Linked DNA regions of Mus musculus: region 2 is linked to region 1. Evidence: chromatin contacts called from public promoter capture Hi-C data. All regions are on one chromosome and are shown on one strand. Each heading gives the region's core, a stretch centred on a gene start, on an enhancer-like site or on the middle of the called end of the contact. The rest is flanking DNA. Distances are from core to core; before and after follow the strand shown. Region 1 holds the start of Rims1 (regulating synaptic membrane exocytosis 1). Region 2 holds the start of B3gat2 (beta-1,3-glucuronyltransferase 2 (glucuronosyltransferase S)).

Evidence for each region. Capture Hi-C pulls out chosen DNA fragments and counts their contacts.
Region 2: a contact with region 1 is called in a promoter capture Hi-C map of pancreatic islet. The contact joins the promoter of B3gat2 here to the promoter of Rims1 in region 1.

What each region holds. Positions count from the first base shown.
Region 1 is chr1:22,804,676-22,807,854 of GRCm38.p6, reverse strand. It overlaps Rims1 (regulating synaptic membrane exocytosis 1), which reads left to right and starts at 1,697. Exons shown (of 35, transcript NM_183018.4): 1 at 1,697-2,294. The coding sequence starts at 2,131.
Region 2 is chr1:23,760,519-23,763,469 of GRCm38.p6, reverse strand. It overlaps B3gat2 (beta-1,3-glucuronyltransferase 2 (glucuronosyltransferase S)), which reads right to left and starts at 1,544. Exons shown (of 4, transcript NM_172124.2): 1 at 242-1,544. The coding sequence starts at 835.

The DNA of each region.
Region 1 (3,179 bases), core at 448-2,947:
TCAGTGGAAATTTAGAGGACTGCACAGTTATTTCAGTGACAATCTCTTAAGTGACACAACTATAAAAATGTACAGTGTTGTATGGTATAAACATGATGATTACAAAGCCATAATAAATACTCACATACTGAAGATTGTTCTTGGTTATAACCCTCTTGATAGTTATTTTATAAGGGAGAGAAAGAGATGGGTGTGGAGGGGAAGTAGGGGGACTAGCTGTGTCCAAAGTGAGACAACAGGAATGGCCAGATATTGAACGTTACTAGATGATAAGTGGCTAGGTTTACTCTGGAGATGCCTGAAGCAGACATGGCAACTGTTTCAAATAATTCAAAAAAATTCTGCTTAGTGGAGAGATTGAGTCTTAAGGACCAAGTTACTACTGTAGGTAGTGAGCATTTAATTACTAAGAAGTTTCACATATATATCTCCACATAAAAACTGCATTTACTGGCAAAATCAATTGAACTGTAAGGTCTTTAAATGTGAAGCTTTTAGCATCGTATAACCCCCCCATCCTTGCCCCCCCCATGTTAACAAAGTTAAGGCTGAAGGGGGAAAATAGGTACTATCTTGCTTCTGGAACTACAGAAAGAATTCCCTGGAGAGAAAACCCATCCTATCTCGCATCATTGCTATGAGATCCTTACTGGGAAATGGCTCAATTTGAGCCAGTCTCTCTATTGATCCTTTTATAATTGCATTACCAAAATTCAGTCTCCAGGTTTCAAAGGCGATAATATTACGTATTTTGAAAGAATTGTCTATTAATTTTCCCCCCTTTATCACTGAGAGAAGCTCACCCTTTAATGCCTATCATCGTACCAGGCACTGAGCAGACGCTTTTAAATCCAATAGGATATGGGTGGGTGTTTTCCTTATCGTGCTATCGTGGTGTTGTTGGAGAAGTACCCACGGAGGCTGAGAAGTGAGTGCATGATGATAGCGAACATCACTGGAGGAATTAGAGTAGATAATCCATTTCCAAGCACCAGTGAAGTGCAGTTATGCAGTCTGATGGGGCTACCCAGTGCCCCAAATGGCAAATTAAAGAGTTACTGTGTGGTGGGGCATCTTGAGGGGAAAATGAGGATACATAGCAGAACAATTCTAGCGAGAACCCATCAAGAAAAAGATTGCATTGAAGGGTACAATGCTAATTCGGGTTGCTGGATGTGTGTATGTTGTGTGTGTGTGCACCAAAATTATCTAGGAACCCACACACAACTGTGGCTGTGCACACTTGCCGAGTAAAGCAGAAAGACATGGTGGCAGGAAGGGGAAAATAGACCTAGAGGGTGTACCATCCTGCTGTTCTAAACCCTGTGGGTGCTCTAAAAGCATCAATGATGAAGACTGTGGCGAGGATGAAGATGATTAAAGCAACCCATGGGAAAATAGGGCTGGGGAGGATGACATGGACCAGGACCTGGGAGAGGGAGGATGACTCAGGGTGAGGGGTACCTTGGGAGAGATCAGTGGAGTATGCACGTCGGCGAGCGTGGGGCGGGGGGAATGGCCAGGGCACGCGTGGCTCGGACCCGGGGAGTGGGTGGGTGGTGCCCGTGGGCGGAGCGGCTCCGGGACTGAGTGGCTGGCAGCTTATGTCTGCGAGAGCAGCAGCATCACCCGGGAGCGAAGCTCCGAGACTCCGCCTAACTGACACCCAAACTCTCCCTCTCCCTCCCGCAGCCCCAAACTGGAGGCAGCGGAGCCCGCGAGCAAGCAGCGTCGGGCGGCCCCGGCCCGGCCCCGCCCCCGGCCCGCCAGCCCAGCCCGCGCCCGGCCGCCGTGCTCCGGAGCTCAGCGCCAGCCCTCGCCCTCTCGCCGAGCCTCCGCCTGCCCGCCCCCGCCGGCCGAGGCTGGGCTGCGGGAGGCGGCCAGGCGGCCCCGAGCCTCGCCAGGGCGACCCAAACAAAGGCAGCATCCGGGCTCGGCGGGAGGCAGAGCATCATGAGAGACTGGGTCCTCGCTGTCCCCGGCTCCGCTGCTGCTGCCGCTGCCGCCGCCGCTGCCGCCGCCGGGAGGGCTTCGCTGTGAGCGTGGAAAGCAGGGGCGCAGCTGCGGGGCGTGAATCCGAAAGGTGAGAGCCAGAGCCAGCGAGCCGAGGGGGCGGGCAGGCCACGAAAAATGTCCTCGGCCGTGGGGCCCCGAGGTCCTCGCCCACCCACGGTGCCTCCCCCTATGCAAGAACTGCCCGACCTGAGCCACCTGACCGAGGAGGAGAGGAACATTATCATGGCAGTGATGGACCGGCAGAAGGAAGAGGAGGAAAAAGAAGAGGCCATGCTCAAGTAAGCACCCCCCAACCCCCCAGGGCACGCCATCCATCCCTCGGTGGTGCCTCCATCCATCCATTCACTACTCACTCACCAGGTCCTCTGGGTTGAGTGTGGGGGAGGGGCTGACGAGGGAGCAGGGGTGAGGGCAGAGGTGCCCACCTTGGGGCTAGGGGCCCCTCCTCGGGATTGAGCAGGGTAGAAGTCTGGGAGTCCGGAGAAAGGAGAGGACCCCACAAAGCCAAAAACCTAGGACCCCAGGAAGATGGCTTGAGCCAGGAGTGCCCAGGAGGACTGAGTGGACAGGGGGACCACCGTGGGGTGAGATATGCAGCGCCAAGTGAAGCTGATCCCACCCAATGGTAGGAGCTCTGGGCTGAGGGCAGATTAGGGACCAGGGCATGAGTGGAGAAAAGGGTGGAGGTAGAGATGGTGAGGGCAGCTCCTCCTTGGAGTTGTTGAGCACATCTGAGTTACAACAGTGAAGGGTGCTTGCTGGTATTTATATAATAAAAAGGCTTATTTTTAGTGTTTGTTTTGGTGCTCATTCATTTTACAATGCAAAGGTTGGGTCTTTTTTGGGCAGTTGCCATCTTTGGTAACCTGCATTCCCAGCTTCCCTTTAACCTTTGATTCTGAGGCTTCTACACAGAATAACTGTATGAAGACACATTTTCTTATCCGCATGCAAGGCCACTGGCAGTACAAAGTTTTTTTGGTAATGACAGCAGCTGATTGGTAACTCTGGCCTGAAATAAAATAAGGGTTTCTCATTACTGGCTTCTAAGAGACCTCTGGGGCCTTCCCATTTCCCAAAGGAAGCAGTCGGGGATTAAATATCTACACATGCCCTGTTTACAGAACCCATCAGCCCTTTAGGGGACCCGTGCCTGGTGCCCC
Region 2 (2,951 bases), core at 295-2,794, 960 kb before region 1:
GGGGCAGACTTCTCCACCCACCAACACCCCTTCTCCACCCACCGCAGCCAGCCGAAGAGGCTGTGGACTGCCCATCTTCAGCTGCTCCACGCCGAGTGCGGGATGCGTGCTCGAAGGGACTGAGAACTCAAAAGTGTACAGGAAGCACAAAGGGCATGCAGACCTTCGGGGCCCAACCGCCCCTTGTCCCCCCTCCCCCCCACACACACCCTACACCCCACCATCGGCGCTGGACCACTACCTCCTGGAAGAGCTCCAGACTGTACGTGTTGTCATCGTCGGCGAAGAAGAGCACGCCGGGTTGCGCGCTCTGATGCTGATGCCTCTGGCGCAGCCAGGCGAGGCCCGCGTTGCGCTGTTCGGTGGCGCGCGGCAGCCACGGTCGCTTGTAGCGCCGCGGCGTGGGCACATGCAGGTGCGTGTTGGGCAGGCCGGCCCGAGCTAGGAAGCTGCTCACCAGCTCGCTGCGCGTCGCCCGGTCCTCCACCAGGATCCAGTGCAACTGCGCCACCTGGCGGAAGGTGTTGGCCAGGCGAGTGAGCTCGGCTTTCTGCACCGGGCGACTGTAGGTGGGTGTGATGGCATAGATGGTGGGCAAGCGCGGCTCCGGCTGCAGCTGAGGCCGAGACTCGTTCCGCTTCTCGGCAGCGTCACGCCCGGGGCTACTCCGTCGGAGCGGGACTCGGGAGCCCCCGCAGCCCACTGCATGGGGAGAGAAGTAGGGACGGGAAGTGAGTTGGGGCGCGGGCCTGCGGGGGTCCACGTCCAACATGATGATGACAATCAGGATCCAGGGCAGGAGGATGAAGAAGCGGCTGCACAGCGCGGACTTCATGGTGCGCGCTCCCCAGCGTCTCGGACACCACCCCCTGCAAGGACTAGGCTCCGGGTAGGGGACCTCTGTGTGCAGTTAGGACAGCGGCAGCGTCTGCAATCAGGGAGAAGCCGCAAGCGCGCTCCCCTTCCGGACTGGGGCGTTGCGGGGACCTGGGCGTTGTGGGGTCGGCGCAGATGCAGGGCAAGCTAGAACTCCAGGGGGTGCAGGAGGACCGGCTAGGGTCTTGGGTCACTCTGGATGAAGTCGGCGGGAATCTGGACACGGTCCAGCCGCACTCCGCAGGTCCCGGAGTTGTGCCGAGTGCAAGCCAGGCGGCGGTCCCCGCTGCGCTCTTTTCCCGAGTGCGAGCCTGGAACGTACCAGGCGTTGTACCTTGCCGCTCCTGTCCCGCGTCGCTGAGGGCTAAGAGGATCCAGCTGCTGGCCTGGGCGAGCGTTCCGGGACCCCTTTGAAGGCGGTTGCCGGGAATGCTGAGGGCTTTCCTCCGTCACATGTCGGCCGGTGCAGCTGCGATCCCGGGTGGACACCGAGGATGCTGCGTCCCTAAGCTCCCGTTCGAGCGCCGCGGCAGAAACCTGTGCCGCTCTCTCCTTCTCGGAACCTCTCCCGGCTCCAGACAGCAAGATCCCAAAGCAGGGAAAGAAAGAAAAAGCGAGGGGGCGGGGGCGCTGCAGACTCGGGCGTCCTCCTAGTGCTCCGGTGGGAAGATAGCAGCGCTGCTACTGGCGGAGAGGGGCTGCGGGGCGGAGGCGGGAAGGGCCAAGGCTCTCTGCGGGGTCTGAGCCCGGTGGCACCAGGCGCTGCCTGCGGGCAGAGGCAGGGGGAGGGAGGAGGATCTCTGCTGGGTTGCGCGACCTCTGCCTGGGGTGTGTGTGTGTGTGTGTGTGTGTGTGTGTGTGTGTGTGTGTGGAGGTGGTGGGTGCTGTTTTCAGATCGCCCCAGGGTTCAGCTCACTGAACTGCTGCAGGGTCTTTGGAGATCAGCCAAGGAAACCCATTCACGTGTGACAAGTCCGGAGTCCTAAAGAGGGCAGAAGGAGAAAGAGGGAGGGGACAAAGCGGTCCTTCCCTGGCTTGAGGGTTGGTGTACAGAACCTCAGCAAAGAGAACCACTTTCTCTTGAAAGGCAGAAATCAATAGAATCCCACAGAGATGGAGGGGGTGCCGCACATAGGTGTCTGGCATGTGTGCCAGCCCATTCCAAGGAATCAATCGCAACTGCTCGGCCACAGTTGGATCTGTGGGGGACATTTTGACAACTCCGGCTGAGTATGTGTAACTTGCTTTTGTTCATGTTGGAGCCTTCCCAGTTTGCAGGCACAGGAATTATCCCCCAGGACCATCCCTGTAATCCTTTCAAGGAGGCTTTGGAGGTGGAATCACCTTCATTTTCTGGATGAAGGAGCAGAAGATGGAGACTTAAGGGAATTTCCTGAGGTCAGTGGTAACTGACTTAGTGGAAATAGAACGTGGGCGTCCTGGATAGAACCCACTGCCTCTTCACTGCACATCATCAGCACAGCCTGGCTGTGAGTGACCGGTCTTCCTAGGTGATGCCATCAGATCAAGTGGGTCAGAGGATGGCAAGCGGAAATACCTGGAAGACCCTCTCATATATAGAGAATCTATTAGCCGAACGAACCCCAGGCTGTTCTCATTCCAAGCACATTCCAGGGAGTCTGAGGAAAGCACCCCCACCCCCAATGAATCATTTCTGATTCCGTTTTCCTCCGCAACCCGACTTTCTCTGTCGCATGAAAATCCTTTTGACTATGTTCCTGAGGAACAAGCAGCACGCTGGGGCAGATCCTCCACCTTCACGTGGCTGTGTCCTGCATCTTGGGTTCGGTGTCTGGCACTGCGCACCTGTGAATTTTCACAACTACTCTCTTATGTTGTGGGGTAGTCACTAGAGAAGACTGCTCCGACTTGGGTTGAAGCAAATATATAAAGCATTTATTAGCCAGCCGGTGACTACATTGGGTGTTTGAATCCCAAGGTAGCGCTGAGGCTTTCTCAGGGTGAGCGTTTAAGCAAACAACAACAACAACAACACCAAAAAACAAAAAAATAAAACAAAACAAAAAACCAAACCTAAACAACAAAAGCCACGT